2 separate regions of the Columba livia genome follow, and region 2 is linked to region 1. A link is a contact called in public Hi-C data. All regions are on one chromosome and are shown on one strand. The core of a region is the stretch at or near the end of the contact, and the rest is flanking DNA. Distances in the headings are between cores, read along the strand shown. Region 1 overlaps LOC135578413 (a long non-coding RNA gene). Region 2 has its middle 6.0 kb from the start of BAMBI.

Region 1 (4,101 bases), core at 17-2,516:
GATGGATTCCTCTTTTGCTGTTCATTGATCATCCTGCAGCAATGCCCAGCACAGACTTTTTTCAGTGTCAGCTGACCAGAAAATTTATTCCAGACCAGGCAATCCCTGAGGTCCTTTCCAACCTGGTATTCTATCATTCCATTATACTGGGTGGGACTTGAGTCCTTCTCCCTGCCTCTTTCCCAGGGCCTTTTTTCAGGGACACAGCTTACATCTGTTGGACGCAGAATGTGACAAGGCACTCAAGCAGAGTGTCACACCAGCAGCTCCCTGCACCGTATGACGATCTTTCTAGTTGTTTGATAACTCCTAGGTATAGCCTATGCTGTTTGTGATTGATAAGGTGTTAGATGATCTGCACCCCCAAAGTGGAGAACCTGTCTCCTCCGTTCCACCACCAACACCCTAGGACAACACTCCCATACTCAAGAGCTATGAAGAGTGAAAGCTGCTGTCCAGATATTCTCCACCCTTGTCTTTGGGTTTCTTTTACTCATCTGGTGCAATATAGACAGCTGAGATGTGTGGCAAAGTATTGCTCTTTTCCCAGGCATTAGAGATGAGGGCACATGACAGACAAATTTTAGAGTCCAAGTTCTGTTTGAAGACCTGTGTCCTCACAAAACATCTTCTCAGGATGTTTTTGGAGGAAAACAGTGAGCAGAAAGGACCTCTCTCTGAACAAAAATCTCACTCTCACGGTAGGGGATGAGCAAATAAATTTGGGCTACTCCAAAATCCAGCAAAAATGCTGTGATTCTGTGACTATTCTATACTTTGCAGTGGTGGGGATTAGTTTCTGAGCAGTTTGTCTGCCTTGGGGAAGGTCCTGATTTCAAAGGAAGCAAGATCCAGCTCTGACAATCACTGCATTTCGTCATCTACTTCCATGCTGCTTATTCTTTCCAACATTTCGGTTCTTTGATTGAGCTGACCACGCCGATCCCACGGGTGCACGGGGACCTCGCTGTCCCCACCGAGTACACAGCAGTGTCGATGTCACCCCGGGAGGGGACTCGGCGCTGCGCCCCGCCGGCCGCTGCAGTGGGGTGTTCGCTCCACTCGAGGGAGCTCACGCTTTTGAGTAGCTGAACTTCAACCCTCGCAGCATCTTCAGGCAAAATCCTGTGGGTGACAAACCCTCTGTGCCAGGGGAGACTACACCCCGGGAGGCCTTCTTTCCTCCTGAAGGGCTGAGGTTTGTGCCAGATGTTTGTGCCAGAGCATCCACTGCTCCTGGATGAGGTGAAGCATTTTCAAGCCTGTTGTGTTTCAGCCCAGGGGGTCCAAGTCTCCTGCCACCTGTCCCAGCAGTTGGGGCAGCCACGACACCTTACACACTCTCACCTGTCTTTGTCACCTCAGCTGTCATGGCCCAAGTGCTGCTGAATGAAGGTCTGCAGCATGGGGCAGTGTGGGAAGGGACAATTTCCCACTGTGGAGCGGACTGATAAGGCTGACAGGACAACTAAACAATTTTAAAAAGTAGATTTGAGGAATAAGGCTTACTTGGGCTATTGCTTTATAAGCAATAATTGACCTTACAGTGTCCTGCACAGTGACTTTGCGCAGCAGGCAGAAGTCTACATTTTTCTAAGGAACCACTCTTCTAAGGAAGCTGACTGTGTGTAAAGGAAATGACTAAGGAGGTAATTTAATTCCCTATATATGTATAAATAATTCCTTGTCTCATGCATCCATGCTTCACAGTATCAAGACAAAACCAGGATCTAGACAGATGCTTAGAAAGCACCTGTACCTTTGGCAGAACAGTGAGAAAGGAGCTGTTCCTCACATCCCTGGTCAGCCAGGAATCCCAGAAGTGCAGATGCTTTTGGAGAAGATCAGAAGGCAAAATCCATCCCTGGCTTCATTAGAGACAGTTAAACCTGATGTCTCCAGCCACTCCCTGACTTGTCTCCCGAAAGCCAGCGCACACCGAGGCGTTCCCCAGGCAGGGTCAGGTGTCAGAGGCAGCTTCTCCAGTGAGCCGGCATGAGTCAGAGTGTTTGGGAACCGCTCCAAGCTATTGGAAAAAAACAACTCCCAAATTAGCTGGGGTGGCTCCCAAGTGAATCCACCTCCGCGGGGAAGGCGGTGATCTAATGAAAGCGTGCGGTCAGAAATCAAAAGAGCCTGGAAAGCATTCCAAGCTGTATAATAAGATTTCACATTTCATATCTTCAAAGCATTAAATGAACATTATCTAATTAATCCTCACAACACTCCTCAGAGATATTATCCTTATTTTACAGACAGAGAAACCAAGGCACAAAGTTAAGTCACTTGCCCAGGGCCAGAGAAGGGAGTGTCAGAGCTGGGATTAGGGTCCAGGAGTTCCTGGCGCCCAATTTTTTCCTCAAACAGCTGGGTCATGTGTCTTCCCTGCAGGGAAGATAATAATGAGCCCATAATTACCCATACAAATTCCCAGTGACCAGGCTAACCCGTCTGTATAAAGCTATTTGCAATTCCAATAAACACGCCCATGATTTAGCTGCCTCCATGAACTACCAGTACTCTCTCAGCCATAGGCAGCCAGACTTTCTAATAAAGGCTGTTCTTTGCCAGAGCCAGTCCCAGCTCTGACCCACTCCAAGGGCCAGTGGAAAATGTCCTTCCACTTGTAAATCCCTGGGGACCATCCACATATGGCATGAGCATTGTGGGAGCTGAGGTGTCAAGGCAAAGTTTGGGAAAGAGGGAACAGTGCTGGAGAAAATGGACAAGCCCTTCGGGCACACATGCCCTTTTCCAAGCCTGACGCAGAACCAGGAACTTTGTGCTCAGTACAGGCTGAGAGCAACTCCTCACCATCAAAGAATAGGTTATGTGGTCAAATGCATCACTCAGCTCGATCTGTCATTTTCATAGAATAAATGACCCTTCCACATGTTGACATGATCCCCTGAATTGGCCTTGAGCAGACTCACTGCAGCATCACTGGAAAACTCAGTGCACCATGCCTTTGGCTCCTACCCTGTCCTGCCGAGGGAAAAGTGAAGCAGCTGTTGCCTCCCCACTGCTTGAGCTACTGCAAATGTCCAGAAGAGATGGCTCTGCCCCGAGGCACCTATTTTGACTGGGTTTTAACATGTTTTTCCAGCAAGTTGAGGCCTCTATGATTGTGCCATGACTGTGTGAGTGTATGTGTGGCTGTATGTGTGCATCTTCTATCAATATATTTGAACCCAGGTTAGCTGGTCTTCCTGAGATGAGGCTCAGGTGTTGGGTGCCGTAATGAAACACTAGTCTGCTGTCATGTCGGCAGCGATGCCTTTTCACAAAACCTCCATCGTCCCTACTCGAACCCAAGTTGTTATTACTCCAGGAAAGAGATCACCATAAAATGACATTCTGGGATGTATTACACTGCTGTGACAAGCAGCACACACTATTTTAGCTGAGACTTACATGTCTGCTCTGTTTCTTCTCCCACACTGTGCTGTTTACTCTTGCTTGCAATGTAATTCTCTAGGGTCACCTATGGTTTACATGACAGGCCAGCAAAGCACCATACTAGACACAGTGAAACACAGGAATAGCCCCTTTTCCTGCCATGTCAGCCTCTGTGCTTGGGTCAGACCGCTCATAGCGATGCCAGGGATGCTGCAAGAACTAATAACTGATAAAGTTTTTGATGCTCAAGAGACCTATGATGCTGCCTGAGTGCAAATAGTTCTGTCACCTCCACTGGGGCCAGGACTGAGGCTCACTCCTCCAGAGCACTATAATCACAGTGATATGGACTTCTCTGGGTGCCTTTTCTCTAGGCAGCAAGTCATTGTTTCCCAGCCAGGCTACACCACAGGTAACTGCCTACAGCTCCCAGAGTTTGCTTCTAATCAGGCACCAGCACCAGAGACTCTCCCACACAGCTGAAGTGCTGCTTAGTATTTCCTCTGATTCACAGTGATGTGGAGAAGCCCATCTGCTACTTTTCAGCACCTTAGGCAATACTTCAAAACCAGGCCAGCCCAGCAGCATTGCTGAGCTCCAGATAATGTCGTGCTGGTTGAGAGCTGTCCCATGCTGACCACACTGCATCCTTTGACCACTGGCTGTTGTCCTTTTGGGGCTCTGGGGCTTAGAAGGGGCGGG
Region 2 (4,085 bases), core at 256-2,755, 190 kb after region 1:
AAATCAGATGCTGATTTCACTAGCAAGGACAGGTTAGTACTGCTACACTGCAGTCATTTCAAATTGGTGTCAGAAGCAACATTCACCCACCACATCCATTCTTTTTTGCACCTTGCAATTATGATTCATCTGGGAACTTCTCATTTGGAAATTATATGCAGTTAAAAGCATTGGGACTGTTTAAAGCTTCTTTGGAGCAATATTAATCAGAATTTTTTTTTTCTTGTTAACTGCTCAACACCAGCCAACAAACAACTTTCTTTTCCCAGTTATTTTGCTAGCATTTTGGATATGATACACACAAGCTAATTCTACTGAATTACCTTTATTCATGGTGATTATTGCCTTTAAAAAAAATAATTAAGGCTTAAGCTAGCATAGCTATGATCAACATAAAGCCCAGGGGGCAGGGAACATAATATGACTCTATGCAATTTCTTTGGCTTCCCACTTCTGGGGCTGGCCATGGATTTATTGAATCAAGTAGCCACTTCAGGAGCTAAGACTATGCAGAGCGCAAAACCTGGCTCCTTCCCCAGCCGCTCCCCTGTGACAGACAGGCTGCCAAGCAGGTTCCTGCAGGTGAATAACTCCCAGGGGGATACCGGGGCAGTTCACAGGGGTGGATGGAGACCTGCACTCCTGCTCACTTTCAGCAGCAATTAGCATGTCCCCAGTGAAACTCAGTTACCTGCAAACTGGAGGAGCAGAGCTGTGTTCCAGAAATGTTCAGTAGTACCTGTTCACATCAAATAAAAAGGAAACGGTCAGTGTCTGCTTAGCAGCATTCACCCCTCCATGCACATGTGGTATATCATCCAGGTGGCACCAATTTGCATCCCCCCAGATACAGGACATGATAAAGACGCACTTTTTAAGCGGCCCAGAAAGTGAAGCATTTCCTGCCATGCTCATCAGCTTACTTTTTTTCATTTAAAACTAATCTTCTCTCCCCCTCCCCCCGCCCCCGAAACTGCACTCCTACTCCTCCCAATCAATAGGACGATTTGCGTTTATCCTCCTGGAGGCATCGCTGCTAGGACCGGGGCCAGAGAGATCCAATCGATAGGGGGAAGCTGGAGCAAGGCTGGAAAAGAAGCAGCAGAGAGATTCCCCCAGGGAGAAATGCAAAACACTGGAGAGAGGCAACAATTATTGTAATTGAAGGTAATGAGGCCGAGGCGCCAGCTCCAGCTCTGCTTAACATCATTCAATACAAAGTGAAACACAGATGGAGACAGCCCAGCCCGGCTGGCCCTGCCTGCAGCCGGCAGCGAGCCCTGCCCTCTCATCTGCCGGCTGCAGCCCCCTCGGTGCAGCCTCTGCCTGCTGCAGCAGGGATGCCCCCGGGACGGGTGTGTCTCCTGTGTTGCTGGCCCAGCAGCACTGGAGTTGATGCATTTAGTGGAGTCACTCTGGATCTGACTGGTCTTGTGGACACGGAGTCCTCCTTTTCCTTTCCATAGAAGACTCCTGTGTCTGTAGCATCTTCAGTGTATTTAACCTCACTGTGCGCTGAAAGTCACACACTGAGAATCAAATCAACTCGGCCAAGGACAAATGCCCCGGCCCATAGCAGGGCAACAAATCCAGCCCCAGCCCCTTAACCTTCAGCCCTACTCTGCACCTCCTCCCCTTTTTGCCACCCCATCCCTCTCCTCTGCAGCCTCGCCGGGGTGCCAGGAGGGGCGGGGGGAGCATTGTCTCCTGGCCGGGAGAGGGATGCTGAAATGGAACTCCTGCTGCCCTGTGGCTTTCCCCTGTGAGTCTGCCTGGGCACGGTGTAGGTGTTTCTGTATCTCTGACACTGTACCTGGCCTGCACACTGCTGCCTTTAGAGCAGAGCTCACACCAGCGTTTGGCAGCATCTTTAAAGGAGACACAACTGCATTTTCACCTTTGATTCCATACCCACAGAGACCCCGCCTCGCAGCTTCAGTAGTCGAGGGGGGCTCCGTAAGCCGCCAGCACCGTGAAGAGCTTATTGTACCTTCCTTTAGATTAATGCAGCCTGGACCGAAAAGGTGGCACCGGAGTCAGAAAGCCGGTAATGCGGTGGCAGCGCCGGCGGGGCCCGGGCCCGGCTCCGCGGGCCGGCTGGGGGCTCACCGCGGGCACGTCTTGCCCTCTGCCGGCAGAGCCGGCCCTAGCAGGGCTGCCGGAGCCCGCTCGGACAGCCGGCGTAGCAACCTGTCCTGTGCAGATGCAGGGCTAAGAGGTGCTAGATAACGCTGCAGCTGCTTTTGAAACAGGAGGATGCACCCGCCGGCAGGCGCATCGGTAAGTGATCGCATGGGCAGAACAGCGAGAGCGGTGCAGGACCCGGTGGTACCGCGGGGCTCACATCAGCTCCTGCCCCCGACTGCATCCTGCACACAGGAGTTAATGTCCAAGATTCAGCCATCACCTTGTGAAACATCCATGTAAAGGTGTTACATGTCAGGATTCATAAACCGTACCTAAAAAGTCAAGCACCACCTATCAGCTCTGGGTTATCAGGTGTCTAGAGATAAGGTATGGCAGATATTAGGAATTCACTTTAGATCCCAAGTATGAAAAATCATTAGTTATGTCCTGACACAGCATAGCATGCATGTGGGAGATAAGAACTAGCACTGGAGTCATGACATGGCCAAAAAAATCCCTGGAAATTGAGATCACTGTAACAAGACAAAACAAAATTAAAGTAACATTTATTACAGAATGCTATAGTTTGGAGATAAGGCATCTAGTGGAACAGTCATGTTGTCCTGTCAAACCAGAACCTCTTTGGTAAAAAAGAACCTATTGTCTTTCTAAGGAAACCTCTCAGGTTTATATCTCCACATGCAAGACAGACTGTCCACAAGGTCTGACCACAGATGTCTGTACCTCGGAGAGCTTATAGCCAGCAGCCAAAACCTGGGATGCTCTGCAGGGTGTGGGGGCTAAGCGAGGCTGTTCTCTGCTCTTATAAGTAGCTGTTGTCAGCAGCCCCTCCACAACAGCAGCTCTAAAAGCTTTTGATGCAGACAAAGAAACTCTCTAGTGATATGTTACTCAGTATTAGTCAATATTTATTGCTCAACCTCTGTTTTCTGAGCTGCATATTTCAGAGCCAAATGCCAGAGACAAGGCAGTCAATGCAAGCCAGCCAGGAAAGTCCATATACATTATAATAGACTGGAGTATCAGCTACTTAAGTAGGCAGCACTCAGACAGTTTAGCCCGAGATCTAGTCCTGACATTCATTTGCAAATGCAACAGGAAAGGCCAAAGGCAGAGCTAGACCTCAGAGCAAGGACCAGCAGCTTCCAGAAGGTGGATATGTATCTTAATGAGACCTTAATAATTCAGGCCCTTAATAATTCAGGCCCAGAAAGCTGCTGTTTGAAAAAGAAGACAGCAGAACACCTAAGCAAAGATGTGCAATACGAATAAAATCTTAATTCTCACTTTACCATGAAAACCAGAGGGAATAAGAGTATTTGTGAGACAGGGGACATGAGGAGCTGTGAGTTAGTAAGAGCTGTGGACTGGCTTAAATTCCAGCAGCATGTGGTGGTGTACTCTGCACTGGCCAGGGAAGCCACAAAGGGACAGCAAGGAGGCTTCACTCCTCTGGCTCTAGGGCAAGATCAGTAACTCCATCAGAGACAGTGTGACAACTGGGAGACAGAAAAATTGTAAAAAGGGGAAATAACAGGGCAAAAGGAGCTGCAGTGAGCTTTGGCAGATACACGTCAGGCTGGAGGCACTGAACACCCCAGCTGCTGGGCAGGGCAGCATCTGAAGACACAAACGCACCACCTCTTATGGTGGCTATATCCCCAGCTTTCTGCCAGCTTTCCCTGAGGGACTCCTACCCTTGTGGCAGGGATTGCAGAAGGGATCACCCATCCCTCCCATCTGCAGCCCAACACTGAAGCACCGGAGGAACAGTTTTGGGTGCTGTCCTGCCACCTTCCGACAGAGAGGATAATCTCAGGCTAAGGAGCAGGACATACAGCTTCTGCCAGTACACATCTCGAGATGCCACAGGGGTTCATCTGTGTGATCACAGATGGGTCAGGCAGAAGAAAGGATGGGTGGAATGAAGCGGAGTG

Evidence for each region. Hi-C and Micro-C count contacts between places; a contact is called where the count stands out from the background.
Region 2: a contact with region 1 is called in a Hi-C map of liver, with 7 times the contacts expected there. The contact joins two enhancer-like sites. A contact is called at or near these places in 2 of 2 Hi-C or Micro-C datasets (crop and liver).

What each region holds. Positions count from the first base shown.
Region 1 is chr2:17,283,810-17,287,910 of bColLiv1.pat.W.v2, forward strand. All of the region lies in intron 3 of LOC135578413 (a long non-coding RNA gene), which reads left to right. Among named protein-coding and RNA genes, the nearest start is that of MAP3K8, 150 kb to the left of the region's middle. Within about 2 kb of position 1,267, at least 1 of the 3 cell types and tissues checked has an H3K27ac peak away from gene starts, as active enhancers do.
Region 2 is chr2:17,471,861-17,475,945 of bColLiv1.pat.W.v2, forward strand. No RefSeq gene overlaps it. Among named protein-coding and RNA genes, the nearest start is that of BAMBI, 6.0 kb to the left of the region's middle. Within about 2 kb of position 1,506, at least 1 of the 3 cell types and tissues checked has an H3K27ac peak away from gene starts, as active enhancers do.